Linked DNA regions of Sus scrofa: region 2 is linked to region 1. The links are chromatin contacts, called in public HiChIP or PLAC-seq maps. All regions are on one chromosome and are shown on one strand. The core of a region is the stretch at or near the end of the contact, and the rest is flanking DNA. Distances in the headings are between cores, read along the strand shown.

Region 1 (7,223 bases), core at 3,361-5,860:
GAGGACTTCGAATGCAAGAAATGGTCAAATAAAAAAACTGGTTCTTAAAAGGGGGGGGGGGGACTCTTGGGAATTCCCTGGTGGCTCAGTGGGTTAAGAATCGGTGTAGTCACTACTATGGCACAGTTCAATCCCTGGGCGGGGAACTTTTGCTTGCCCCAGGTGTGGCCAAAAAAAAGGAGGGCAGGGGAAAATTGGACACATAGACAGCCATGCACAGAGGGAAAAGGATGCACAGAGACACAGGGAGAACACCATGGGAAGATTGGAGTGATGCAGCCACAAGCCATCGAACTTCTAGGGGTTCCAGAAGTTTCAAGAGGTAAGGAAAGATCCCCCAGTACAGGTTAGAGGGAGCAGCGCCCTGTGACACCTTGATCTCAGACTCCTGGCCTCCAGAGCTGGGAGATAGCACATTTCCGTTGTTCTGAGCCACTCAGTTCTTATGATGACTTTGTTACTCCAGCCTTGGAAACAAGTATCTACCTCAGCAAGGAGCACAGAAAAGAGCAGAAAATTGCCAATTAGGCATGGGCATGAATTTTAGGCCAGAAAATAGTCATGTTTCAGTGCTTGCTGTAGACGAGGCCTCATGTAACCTGCAGCACACCATCCATGGAAGACTAAGGGCCCACAGCCAGAGATCCAGGCTCTAATTCTATTAGGCTGTGTAGTCTTTGGCCAGTAACTTAGCTTGGGCATCTCAGTTTTCCTAACTGTCAAATGGGCATAATAACCTACTGAATCATGAGAATTAAATGCAAATATATACATATGAAAATGAGCACTGGGGAGTTCCTGCCGTGGCTCAGCAGTTAACAAACCAGATAAGCATCCATGAGGACACAGGTTCGATCCCTGGCCTCCCTCAGTGGGTTAAGGATCTGGCATTCCTGTGAGCTGTGGTGTAGGTCCCAGACAGGGTGGCTTGGATTCCAAGTTGTGTGGCTCAGGTGTAGGCCGGTGACTATAGCTCCGATTCAACCCCTAGCCTGAGAATCTCCATATGCCACAGGTGTGGCCCTAAAAAGACGAAAAGAAAAGAAAATGAGCATGGAGTTAACATGTGCTCTGAGGCTTTGCTATTTGCAATCCCATTTCCTATTCTCCCCACTTTAGCTGATGATGAAATGGAGGTCCAAAAATGATAAAAACCTTTTCAAAGTTACACAGCACCTTAGACACAGAGGATGCTATATAAATATTAATTCCTATTTAAGGAGTTCCCCTTGTGGCTCAACAGGTTAAGGACCTGGCCCTGTCTCTGTGAGGATGCGGTTTCGATTCTTGGCCTCCCTCAGTGGGTTAAGGATCCAGCAATGCTGCAAGCTGCAGCATAGGTCACAGAGGCAGCTCAGATCCGGTGTTGCTGTGACTGCAGCTGAGGTCGCAGGTGCGGCTGGGATTCAACCCCTGGCCGAGGAACTGTGTGCTGCAGGTGCCATAAAAAGGAGTTCCTGCTGTGGCTCAGTGGAAAGGAATCTGACTAGCATCCATGAGGACGCAGGTTTGATCCCTGGCCTTGCTCAGTGGGTTAAGGATCCGGCGTTGTCATGAGCTGTGCTATAGGTCGCAGACGTGGCTCGGATCTGATGTTGCTGTGGCTGTGGCATAGGCTGGTGGCTACAGCTCAGATTAGACCCCTAGCCTGGGAACCTCCATATGCCATGGGTGTGGCCCTAAAAAAAGACAAAAAAAAGTAAAAAAAAAAAAACCATTTAAGAGGAGCTCTTGAACATGTCATATCATTTATTATTATGCCCATTTTTACAGATGAGGTAACTGAGGCTTGGAGAAGTTAAGTTATGCCCAAAGTCACAGAAAAGTAGAAGTTCTCTACTCGGGTATGCCTGCCTCCAACACTGCAAGTGACAGCCTAGGCAAATTCAAGGATCTTCAATCCCAGGCCTGAAGGGAGGAAGGTAAGTGCCAGTGATTTCTTAAGGTCTTATAGGTTCTTACTCATCATTCATCAGGTAGCAGCTGCCTTCATCCAGGCTCAGTGCTTCAGGATAGCACCTTGGAGCATCCTAGCCTTGACCTCAGAAGGTGTAGGCCCCAGGTCACACATCACTGACCTTCTCAAGGAGGGGACAGAGGCATCCCCTGGTTTTGTCCTCAAAATCTCCAGACATTGTCAAATGCACCCCGGTGGGAAAGGATGTCACTTTGAGAACCACTGATCTGGTAGAATGCTGGAACAAATCATGTCAGGTGAGATCGGGATGAAAACAGTCTTGGATACAAACTGCGACTCTACCAATTATGACACTGGGTGAATTACTTAGTTTCAGCCTTATCCGGTTTCCCCATGTATAAACTAGGGATATATATCTACTGAATAGGGTTTTGATAAAGAGCAAAATAGGTAAAGCATGCAAAGCACTTTGCAGAGTACCTTATATGGTAAGCACTTAATATTTTGTGACTATTAACATTGTTCCCATAGTTGAGACCATAAGTATTTCCTCATGCCCTTCACTTATTCATGCAACAAATATTTATTAACTGGTGTCTGTGTGCCAGTTCTTTCTTAGCGAGCCCTATATGAATTTTTCCTTCTCAGAACCTTCTCTGGTACATACCATTTATTACCATCTCTATTTATTCCTTGTGAATGGCACTTTTAATGACAGCATAGTATTCCATCACATCTATTTTGATTCCTGGCCCTGGCCTTGCTTCTGAGATCTAGAACCGTACATCTACCCAGATGTCTCCCTAGGAATGCTAAATTTCAGCCAATCAGGCCAGTGCCTAGCACCCAGGGAGCCTTCCATAAAAACAAGCTATCAGTGTTATTTTCAGCCCCTGCTGCGTGATTCACTCCTCAGTGGCCCAGAGTCACTTATGTCACTTATTTTCTGTCAGCAGCTTTGTCCCTCAGTTAAAGCTGTGATTTGTTGTCCCTGTGGGGAGCCCATAGGAAATCTAGCCTGGTTTTCCCACCTGCAGGGAAGAAGAGAAGCAATGAAAATAAAGACACTCCCACGATAAGCCCACAGTGCCCTAAACAATCAGTTTGGTGGGGAGAATTTGCTAGCAGTAGGCAGGGCATAAAGTTCTCCCATGGCAGCCTGGCTGGGTGTGCCAGCAAATGTTACTGGAGCCTGGCTGGTGCTTCACAGGCACTGTGGTGGCCTATGGGGAAGAGTAATTTATGCTCTTAATAGAGTTATAGCATCAGTGTCTGCTGAGGGCTCCAGAACTGTAGTTCAGGGTCTTGGGGCTGTAACCAGGAGGAGCAATTCAGAAGCCACCACCAGGGAAGGAGAGCAGAGTAGAGGTAATACGAGCAGTCTCTGGGTGGAACAGACCTGGGTTTGAGTTCCAGCTTTGCCTCTCAGCAGTTAGATGCTAGCCAGCAAGTAGCTCCGTCATGCTGAGCTTTTTCTTCACCTGTAGAGTGGGGGTGGGGGTGATAATGATAGTTAATACCTGTGCAACGCTTAACCTTCAACCACTCAGCTAGGCAACCACTAAGAATTAACTTAAAATTTGGATTAAAAGAGAAACAGAAACACACACACACACACACACACACACACGAGTTCCAGTTGTGGCTCAGCAACTAGTATCCAAAGAGGACTCGGATTCAATCCCTGGCCTCCCTCAGTGGTTTAAGGATCCCGCATTGCCCTGAGCTGTGATGTAGGTCGCAGATGCGGCTCAGATCTGGCATTGCTGTGGCTGTGGTGTAGACTGGAAGCTGCAGCTCCAGTTGGACCTCTATCCCAGGCGCTTCCATATGCCCCAGGTGTGGCCCTAAAGAACCACAACAAAAACACAGAAAGTTATACTCCCCTACCTCTCTCTCACACACATTCACTGTAACCCTTGAGGAAGTTTAAACAAAAATCATGTATATGATCTGAAACTGGAAATCACACAGAACACAACATAAAAACTGCTTTCATTTTTCTAGTTTTTTAAATCTACAGAAAGAATAATTTCATAAGATTCAACGTAGTATGACCAGTCACTTATCTAAAGCTTTATATGGATGATCTCGCTTAAATTCCTCAACAACTCCATGAGACAGATGCAATTATTACCCCCTCCCGCGGTAACAACTAGAATTTCTCCTCAACAGAAGCTGAAGGACTTGGCGGAAACTGCCCGCTACCAAGCGGCCTCAAGTGATTTGAAAGTTTAAGAAAAACCAAGTCAGTACATGTAATACATGCAATTAAGTGCTAAACAGGATTGGCCGCTCGGCGTTCGAAACGCAGTCTCCTGGGGCGCCACACTCGGCGCAGACCTGGTCCGAAGGGCAGTCCCTTGCTGAACTGAGGAGTGACTCATCTCCCGCGCCCCGGGAGCAGCCTCTTCTTGTTTTCCTGGGAAAGGCGCGCCGGGCTCCCCGCGTCAACCAGTCTTGCTAGAGTAGGCGTACCCCTACGAACAAAAGCGTTCGGAGTGACGCTGCCTTAGCCACTCAACGTCGAGGGTAATCCCGCGCCTCCAATTAGATCTGAACTTCCAATTGGTAAAGTCCTACTGAAGAAGGTGGGACAGCGGGAGAAAGTCCCGCCTCCCTCAGAGTTCTCAGCCAATCGTGGTGTCTAGGCTGCAGCCGCCGAGTTAGGTTGCGTTGCGTGTAGCGCTCTGAAGGGCCTGAGGGCGGGGCAGGGAGCAGGCCGGGGGATGCGGGGAGGGGACGCTTCCCGCGGGTGCGCGGAGCTAGGACGGTGACAGCCACGCGCGCACGTGCGCGCCTGGCTGGAGAGCGGCCCCTGAGACCTCTGTTGGCCGCTGAGAGGCGCGCAGGGTCTGGGCAGCCGCCGTCTAGGGCCCCCGTCCCTGGGCGTCCCCAACGTCCCCAGCCCGAGTCCCGGCGAGAGCCGGGCGGTGCCCGCCTTGTCTGTCCCTGATCGCGATCTCTCCCCGCGGCCATCAGGGCCCGCCCCCCAACTCCCCTTTCCGTTCCCAGGGCACGGTCCTCGCGGCCCATGCTGGCCGCTGGGGGCCCGCGCCGCTCAGACAGCTCCCGGGCCGGCCGGCCGGCCACCATGGTGGCCCTGAGGCCTGTGCGGCTTCTCCAGGGAGGCTAAAAGGTCCAGAGTGCAGGCCCCGGGGCCCCAGGTTCCCGGGCCTGAGCCCCACGCCATGGCCGGGGCCATCGCTTCCCGAATGAGCTTCAGCTCTCTCAAGAGGAAGCAGCCCAAGACGTTCACCGTGCGGATCGTCACTATGGACGCGGAGATGGAGTTCAATTGCGAGGTAACCGGCCGGCAGCCCCTACGGGCTGCAGCGAAGGGAGGCCTGGCGGGATCGGGCCCTGGTGCGGATCTGGCACCGACCTGGGCGCCCTTGCCGCGGTGACAGTTGAGGTGGAAGCTTCGGGATTCTGTTTATATCATCTCTGGGCAAAGACTGAGAGGGTCAGAACCGGAAGGAGCCATCTAGGCCCAAATCGTCATGTTAAAGATAATCGCTGCTTTTTTCAATGGGACTTTTGGGTTTGGAAGTGCTTCCTGAAGGTTTTCATTCATTGTTATTCCAAGAGTCTGAAAACATCCGTGGTAGCGAAATTTAATTTTCAGTGTCAGGCTTTAACTTCAGCTTTATAGAGTTTTTAACTTTATTCGATTATATTATGTACCCCAGCTATTAAAAGTTGCATCTCATTTTATTGCACAGTCTACAGTAGTTGTTTCCCTTTTTCACAGCTTAAATTTTCTGGAAAAAACTCTTCGAGGAAAAAGATGATATCCTAAACTTTCCCTACAGTTTGTATCACAATGATAAGTTATCCTTTATTGAATACGTCCTAAGTGTCAGACATTCATACACTTACCTCTCAAAACAACTCATTTAGGTGGGTACCCCAAACCATATATCCAGTAAATGGTGAAGGAGCGTTTTGATTCGAGCCAATACAGTACTGCTCTCAAGTAATTTTATGTCCTTGCTACTCAGAGTGTGGCCTGGGGACAAGCAGAATTGGCAACAGCAACATAAGTCAGTGGTTGGCAATTTTTTTTCTGTAACGGGCCCATAATAAATTTTTTCAGCTTTTCAAGCCTTAGGGTCCGAGTTGCAACTGCTCAACTCTTCAGTTCTACCTCTGTAGAACAAAAATGGCCTTAGGCAGGATCCCTTCCAGCCTGACAGGGTGAGGAACTCCAGTGACATGGTGCTCTGTAAACTGGTAAAATTTATTTTTAAAAAACAATTTAGGAGTTCCTGTCGTGGCTCAGTGGAAACAAGTATCCATGAGGACACAGGTTCGATCCCTGGCCTCAATCAGTGGGTAAGGATCTGGCATTGCTATGAGCTGTGGTGTAGGTCACAGACACAGCTCGGATCCCGCGTTGCTGTGGCTGTGGTGTAGGCCAGTGGCTACAGCTCTGATTCGACCCCTAGCCTGGGAACTTCCATATGCCACAGTATGGCCCTAAAAAGACAAAACAAAAACAAAAACCAATTTAGAGAGTTCTCTGGTGGCACAGCAGGTTAAGGATCCAACGTTGTCACTGCTGTGGCTCTATGGCTTGGGTCACTGCTGTGGCGTGGGTTCAGTCCCTGGCCCTGGAACTTCTACATGCCGTAGGTGTGGCCAAAAAAATTTTTTTTTTGTAAACCCTCTGGAAGTTGTTCTAAGAGCAGACATCAAGTGAAGAAGCATCTACTCAAGAAAATCTATGAAGGGGGGTCCCATCATGGTGCAGTTGTTAACGAACCCTACTGGTATCTGTGAGGACGGGGGTTCAATTCCTGGCCTTGCTCATCGGGTTAAGGTTTCACTGAGCTGTGGGTATAGGTCAGAGACGCAGCTTGGATCCTGCATTGCTGTGGCTGTGGCATAGGCCAGCAGCTGTAGCTCTGATTGAACCCCTAGCCTGGGAACCTCCATATGCCGTGGGTGCGGCCCTTTAAGACCAAAAAAGAAAAAAGAAAAAGAAAGAAAGAAAATCTATGAAAATTCGGTAAAGGAGTTCCATTGTGTTTCAGCAGTTATGAACCTGACTAGTATCCATGAGGATGCAGGTTTGATCCCCGGCTTCGCTCAGTAGGTTAAGAATCTGGCGTTACCCTGTGCTACAGTATAGGTCACAGACATGGCTCCGATGCTGCATTGCTGTGGCTGTGGTATAGGCCAGCAGCTACAGCTCTGATTTGACCCCTGGCCTGGGACCTTCCATATGCTGCAGGTGTGGCCTTAAATAGAAAAAAAAAAAAAAAAAAAATCTGTAAGAAAGGCAGGAGTTTGTGGTGTT
Region 2 (7,223 bases), core at 1,380-3,879, 330 kb after region 1:
ACCCTTAATGTGAAATGGGACTCCTAGGTATTCAAGTATTTAAGTAATGTACTTTTTATGGAGCACCTAGCATGTGCCTATCGTTTTTGTAAGCTCAATAGAAGATGTTCCTGACTTTTAGGGGAAGGAAAAATCACTAGACTTGGCATCTCAATTTAGTGGGCCTGACTAAAAACAACTAGAATACGGTTTGATGGGTGTTACAGAAGCCCAGTGGAAGGAAGCCACAAGCGTTGTATACATGTTTGTGAAAACTTCAGCTTAGGAGGTGGCTCTTGAGTAGGCCTGGAAGGTTGAGTATGAGTTCACTGATTACAGAATGGGGAAAAGGACTTTAGACAGAGCAAGTAGCATGAATAAAGGTACAGATGTGTGAGGTTAGACCACAGAATAATGGATTACAATATGGCCTTTCTATCTTTGAATTTTCAAGTCATAGATTACCTTTTTTCCACCCCTTTCATCTCATAGATGATGAAACAGAGGTCGAGAGGCCAAGTGACTTTCCTCAGGACAAATAAAGAGGTTGAGCCTATATTGGAGCCCAGGCTTCCTGACTCCTCCTGAAATCCTTGTCACACTCACTTTCTTGCTCCCTTAAAAATGGCTTTGACTAAGTTCATATTGTTTTTCTCTGTGTAGTTTCTATAAATCTTATGCTGCCATAAATAGAGCTTTGCTGGTCCAGCAGTGAATCTTGAATGTGTCCGGCTTGGAAGCAGCATCTTGAATTCCTAAACAGTGAAACATTGTGAGCTTCCTTCCAATAAAGTTTACTCTGGGGACTTTTTCCTTTATCCTCAATTTTCAGTCCTGAACCTTTAGTCTTAACAGTTCTGCTGTGGGTTATTTTAAATGCTGAAGGCTAATCTAGCTACTTTTGTATCATTTTGTTTCCTGGCTCCATTCCTGATTGAAGCTTTTTGGTTCATATATTTAATTAAAATATAGCAAACATTACACAGCATATTTTTAAAGATGCTTTAATACATACTTTTGTTGGACCCTCATGACCTTGTCAAACAGGCACGATAGGCTGGTGTTTCTATTTTGGGAGCCAAAGAAATGGAGACTCAAAGGTAAAGGTTTTTTGCCAAGTCTCACTGCTAGGCAGTGACAAAGCCAGGATTTAAACCCCATTCTCAGCTGTTGGGAGCTGACTGAGTGGGGTGCTGTGGATACAGAGATGGAAAACAGAGGTACCTGGCCCTTCTGGATCCTTAGGGAAAGTCAGGAATTCAAGCTTCCCACAAGCCTGATTGGCTGGTGGAACCCACAGTTGTTCACAGGAGTCATCCATGCCAACCTTGGAAGGTGATGAGAATGTGTCTAAACTGTTCCTCACTTCAGTCACCCATTGAATCTTTCTTTTTCCTTTTTTGTATGAGATACCACTGTTTTTTGCTTGTTTATAGCTCTTTTCAAGTTTTTTGAGTGTATAAAAAAGTAATATTTACGTACAATGAAATGCACAAATCTTACAAGCATATTTGCTGAATTTTTAACCATGAACATCTTATTTATTAGATTTTTAGTTTCTCCCATTTTCTAGGATAATGAAGTTAGCGACTGTATTTTGCTGTCTTAACATATGTTATTTGGGAACTTTGATTTGTTTAAGACTTTTAACTCCAAAAGGTGTTCACTAGTTTAGGGTTGCTAGTGTTTAGTTAAGGCTTGAATTTCTCCTTACCTGTTAACTCCCACAACCACTGAAAATTCAGACTGAAATTCCTCATCTCTTTAGATGATTCCTTATTTCCTTGATACTTTTAGTTTCTTTTAGGATTTGAGCCAACTCTTAGGATGTTCCTAAGATGTGTGCCGGGTCAGAATTTAACTCCTATCGATTAATTATAGATGGCTTTGTCCTGAGCTGAGATAACTTTGGTCCCCAGACCTTTCCCTTCTTAAAGATATCTGGTATTTTACCAAGACACACAGATATCCATAGTTTCCTGTCTTTTCATGGATTTGTGATGGATGGAAGCATTTGGGGTGTAAAATACTGATCTAGGAACTGGAAAACCTGAATTCAAATTTGTATATTGCCATTTAATTGAAAATATTCCTGGACAAGGCATTTATCCTCCCTGTACTTTAGTTTTTTTTGATCTTCAGAGTGGAATATTTTTGTTCTTCCTGCCCAAGCTGATGTGGGTATCTTGAAGATCAAATCTGTTAATGCTGGAGAGTTTAACTCATAAATGTTTCAGTGCCTTCTATGTGCCATGCTTGTGAACATTCATTTTGGAAATTATGAACATACAAGATGATGTCATTGTAACTGATTAGAACTTACTCTGAGTAAAGGTTGTATTTTGTTTCTTTTCAATATATATACCACACTGAATTTAACCTGGTACAACTCACATTCACTCTTATTGTACTTCAGTGACTTGGTTTGGGAGTGTGTATATGTACAGCTTTTGCCTTTTATGTATTTTCACTATGGAGTACAAAGGAAAACATTCTTAAAAAATACTGTGGTGGCATTTTGAAAGCAAGTCAACCTGGTTCTTCTGTCTCCACCCAATATTGTTGAGTGTTGGTGGCGGCTACAGCGTTACTCACCAATAATGAGCAGGCCAGACAACCACATTCTTACAAATCATCTTTCGGTGAGACAGCACTTGAGATATTTCAAAGTCATACTGTTGTATAATCTGCCTCAACACATGAGATCATAAGCATAGACTCTCATGGGTGGAAGTTCATTTAGTCTTTCAGAATTTAATGAAACCTTTTATGGATTCTTTTCTGCCTAGCCTGTTGAGAGCAGAATGTGTCAGAGAGGGGGAAAATGGGAAAATTACATCATTATCTTGTATTCATGTAAATCTTAGTTTCTGGCTGTTGACCCTGTCATAGTTAAGCCAACCATACTGTGGTCATAGCTCTTGGTCTTAATCTCCTTTGAAAGAAGTTTCTACATTGTTGTTGGAGTTATTGTTAAACTGTTGACTCTTTTATCTTTCTCTCAAACTCTTAAAAAGAATGGACTAAAGCTTAAAGCTTCTCTCCTATATGCTCGGCGTCCTTCTCATTTTAGCTGATTTCTTGGTGATTGGTCTGTACTTAAGCATTAATTTGGAGGTCTGACTGATAACTGGGAAATTCAGTTACTAGTTTAGAGAGGTTCAGACCCACTTCTCCTGTGACATGCCCAGTAAACACATCTTGCTTAACCATGAAGAGCATATGACTCTGGGTCTTATACTGTTGTGCAGCTGCCTGTTTAGTATAAAGTAAAGGCCCTTGCCACAGAGTCTGTTTTGTGAGTTTGAATGCAGTCCAGTAAATATACATCTAGATGACTGCACTGGGACCTTTGTTCATAGAAAAGAATGATTCTTCTCTGTATTTGAAAATCTGGGAGAGCTACTTCTCACCTTCTTTGGTACTATCTTTCTTCACATCCTGGTTAAGGGCCTGGCTCTTCAATCTGAGGCCTTTAAGCTGTATATAACTGAAGGCTTGAATACTCAGAACAACCCAGTGAGCTGGACTTTTGGGGGCAGAATTATTTTAGATTGCTGATTGACACTGTGGTTATGATAGAGCGACTTATTTCTTTAGAGCTTTCATTCCCATTGAAATAAGAATTGCTGGACTGTGTTTGTATTTGTAGTATAAGAATCACAATGTTGGAGTTCCCACTGTAGCTCAATAGGTTAAGGATCTGACATTGTCTGTGAGGATGTGGGTTCGATCCCTGGCCTTACTCAGTGGGTTAAGAATCTGGTGTTGCCACAAGCTGCCGTATAGGTTGGAGATGCAACTTGCATCTGGTGTTGCTCTGGCGTAGGCCACAGTTACGGCTTCAATTTGACCCCTGGCCCAGGAACTTCCATATGCTTCAGGTGTGGCAGTAGAAAGAAGAAAAAGCAAAAGAAATACAGTGTTAGAAGGGAACAAATCCTCATTTAGGGTTGGGGGAGGCACACAGGAAGGACTGAAAAGGAAACATAAAGCCAAACAAAACTTATGACCCTAATATTTAAAATAAAGTGAGATACTACAGCATATCTAATATTGAATCAGTGGAGACATGAGAATTCCGAAAGGAGAATTTCTTAAGGAAATCTAGCAATATATGTCCTTGGTATGCACTTTTCTGCAGAATAAACACAAGTGAACTTCTAACATATTTTGGCAAAAGCCAGCTGAATTTCTCATGTATGTAAGACCTAATGCTAAATTTGTTTTCTTATTGGCCACGTCTGTGGCTTGCAGAAGTTCCCAGGTCAGGGTTTGAACCTGTACCACAGCAGTGACAATGCCAGATCCTTAACCTGATGCATCACGAAAGAATTCTGAGCTGCTAATTTTTTTTCAAGCAGTGGTTTTCAAATTGGAGGTTGTGATCCATCAGTGGGTCATAAAATCAAAGTTTTAAAAAATGAAATATGAAATGAAACATTTAGAATAGAAAATATCTGGAGTTCTCGTCGTGGCTCAGTGGAAACGAATCTGACTAGCATCCATGAGGACGCAGGTTCAATCCCTGGCCTCACTCAGTGGGTTAAGGATCTGGCATTGCCATGAGCCATGGTGCAGATTGCAGACGTGGCTTGGATCCCTCATGGCTGTGATGTAGGCCAGCATCTATAGCTCCAATTCAACCCCCAGCCTGGGAAACTCCATGTGCTGCGGGTGCGGCCCTAAAAAGACCAAAAAAAAAAAAAAAAAAAGACTAGAAAACAACAATGTATCACACACTAGGGTGGGTATTGTTTTGTGAAACTCTTAAGATATAAAATGTTGTATTGAATTGTTATGTAAAACATTCTTATTATGGATTGTGATGGTCAGTTTGAGAAGTGGTGAAGGTATCACTTGGGAGGACACAAAGATAATTAAAACTCACTCTACATAGTAAACTGCCCAAGGAGGAGGAGGTGAGAGGAGGCTATTATTTTGCCAGCGATTATTTTAAAACTATAGGCTCCTCTATAGGGTATCAATGTTTAAGATAGAGATTACTAATGTAAATGACCATTAATTTAAGTACCTTTACCTTTTGCAAAGACTTGGAGCTTGGAAGTTGTCATGGTTTTATAGCTTTTATATTGGGACTCCCTGTCTAGTATTCTTCTTTTTTGAACAATCGAGTATCAATTTATTAAAAAGGTTGACTTAAGCATCTGCAGTAGTGACTTCAACCTAGGCTCCTGGCTCAGTGCTGACAAAAATGATCTGCTGAACAGTCTCAGAAGGACTGTGTAGGTCAGTGAGTCGTTGGTGGATCTTTATCAGAAAACGATCCCAAATCTCAGAACTTTTACTACAAGGAGTTTTCCTTGTAGTTAGTCTTGGTCTTGGTAGGCATCTGAACCAGTCCTTTTACTTTTAGATTTGCCTTTGCTTTTGTGCCTCTGATCAGATCAGTACACACACCCTCCAAAAACTTCATGTTGTAGCTGGTGAGGGTGATTCTAATCTGGTGAATTGCCACTTCCAGCTCCATTGGGAGTCTTTCTGGTATCTTTAAAAGGCCTGGCTGTGGTGCTGCTTCCTGATCTGCTTTCTCCTTGGAGAGAGCGGAGTGAACAGCGGTGAGTCAGGAGCAGGAGTGGTGACCTGCAGTGGTGACCTTGTATTCCTCAAAGAACCCTGTCTAATATTCTTTTTTCTTTTTTTTTTCCTTTTGTCTTTTCAGGGCTGCACCCACGGCATATGGAGGTTCCCAGGCTAGGGGTCTAATCGGAGCTGTTGCTGCTGGCCTATGCCAGAGCTACAGCAACACCAGAACCAAACCGAGTCTGCGACCTACACCACAGCTCATGGCAACGCCGGATCCTCAACCCACGGACCAAGGCCAGGGATTGAACCCACAACCTCATGGTTCCCAGTTGGATTCGTTTCTGCTGTGCCACGAATACCATTCTTGTTCGGTATTCTTGATGGATGCTATTTTTTGCAGTTTATAGACAGCTGAAACCCCAATTCAGATAGCTTTTCCTGTTTGGGAGATTGTATCACTTTTAAAAAATGGGGTAGATGCAGCTGATAATTGCTTCCTCTATCTCTGAACCTCATCTTTTTATAGCTCTCCTTCAGGAAACATATAATACCTAGTTTAAGCCTAGGAAAAGCAGTTTAAATGAGAAGTAGGTTTATAGAACTGTCCTTCATTCAGGTAATTGCTGCTTCCTATTCTGAAGCTGAGCCTCTCCCAGGGAGAGAAAAGTTTTAAACTTTGATCACCAGAGCAGTCTGTTTTGTGCTTTTATTTGTTGTTGTAGTTTCTCCCAAACTTCACCTGGATTTATTTTATAACCTATAATACTATATGTTGGAAGTATTACTTAATGGGTTTTTGTTGTTTATTTTTATAAAATTATTGCCCTAGCACTCTGTGTTTTCAAGGAAGGAAGTTATTTTAGATTTAATGACTTTTATGTCGGCTTCATTTCTGCCTTTGTTGCTCAGTGTCTTAAGGAAGAAGCAGCCAAATTCATTAAGGTAAATGTAAGTAGGTTATACTTGTTGGGGTATATGTTCTTAGAAATGCTCATAAGCACATTGGTTAATAGTATGGTGTTTCTTGAGATTCCTGGATACTGGCAGTTATAGTCCAATGATTTCTTTCTTTCTGGCCACACCTGTGGCACATGGAGGTTCCCAGGCTAGGGGTCTGATCAGATCTGTAGCTGCTGGCCCACATCACAGCCACAGCAATGTGGGATCCAAGCTGCATCTGCAACCTACACCACAGCTCACGGCAACGCTGGATCCTTAAACCACTGAGCGAGGCCAGGGATCGAACCTTCGTCCTCATGTATGCTAGGCGGGTTTGTTAACCGCTGAGCCACGACGGGAACTCCAGTCCAGTGATTCTAGACTGCAATCTGTAATCTATAAGGCTCTGAAAATCAAAAGACTTTTTAAATTTTATTTGGTGGTTTGACCTGATCTGAGCCAACATGAAGCTATTTGTTGCTTTATTTTTCCCAATTAGGGTGAATTATCAGTGCATTTCACTATAAAAATGTTAGTGTTTTGTTAATGCTGTTGAGAGCATTACTAAGTATTATAATATATGCACCACCTTAAAATCCAGAAAACTCAAGTTCTGAAATCTGGTGCAAAGGGTTTCTGATGAGTAAGTGATTCTATTCTTGCTGAACTTGTTGATTTTATTTTTTATATATACCATTTGTTGGAGTGTAGAAATATGAAAGTAGCTAGTATAGTGACAAGAACATGGGTTTTGGGAT

Evidence for each region. HiChIP or PLAC-seq counts read pairs in DNA pulled down with a chosen protein or histone mark.
Region 2: a contact with region 1 is called in an H3K27ac HiChIP or PLAC-seq map of alveolar macrophages. The contact joins the enhancer-like site here to the promoter of NF2 in region 1. A contact is called at or near these places in 1 of 5 promoter capture datasets (liver), 6 of 47 Hi-C or Micro-C datasets (fetal heart ventricle, fetal skeletal muscle, liver and 2 more) and 2 of 2 datasets of contacts at active chromatin or transcription factors (alveolar macrophages and skeletal muscle).

What each region holds. Positions count from the first base shown.
Region 1 is chr14:46,649,259-46,656,481 of Sscrofa11.1, forward strand. NF2 (merlin) reads left to right here and starts at 4,611. Exons shown (of 16, transcript XM_003483446.4): 1 at 4,611-5,223. The coding sequence starts at 5,110. It also overlaps the pseudogene LOC106505963.
Region 2 is chr14:46,985,367-46,992,589 of Sscrofa11.1, forward strand. The region is part of intron 7 of MTMR3 (myotubularin-related protein 3); the gene reads left to right. It also overlaps the pseudogene LOC110256676. Among named protein-coding and RNA genes, the nearest start is that of MTMR3, 110 kb to the left of the region's middle. Within about 2 kb of position 2,630, at least 4 of the 83 cell types and tissues checked have an H3K27ac peak or open chromatin away from gene starts, as enhancers often do. A contact at or near this core is called in alveolar macrophages, where this site is marked.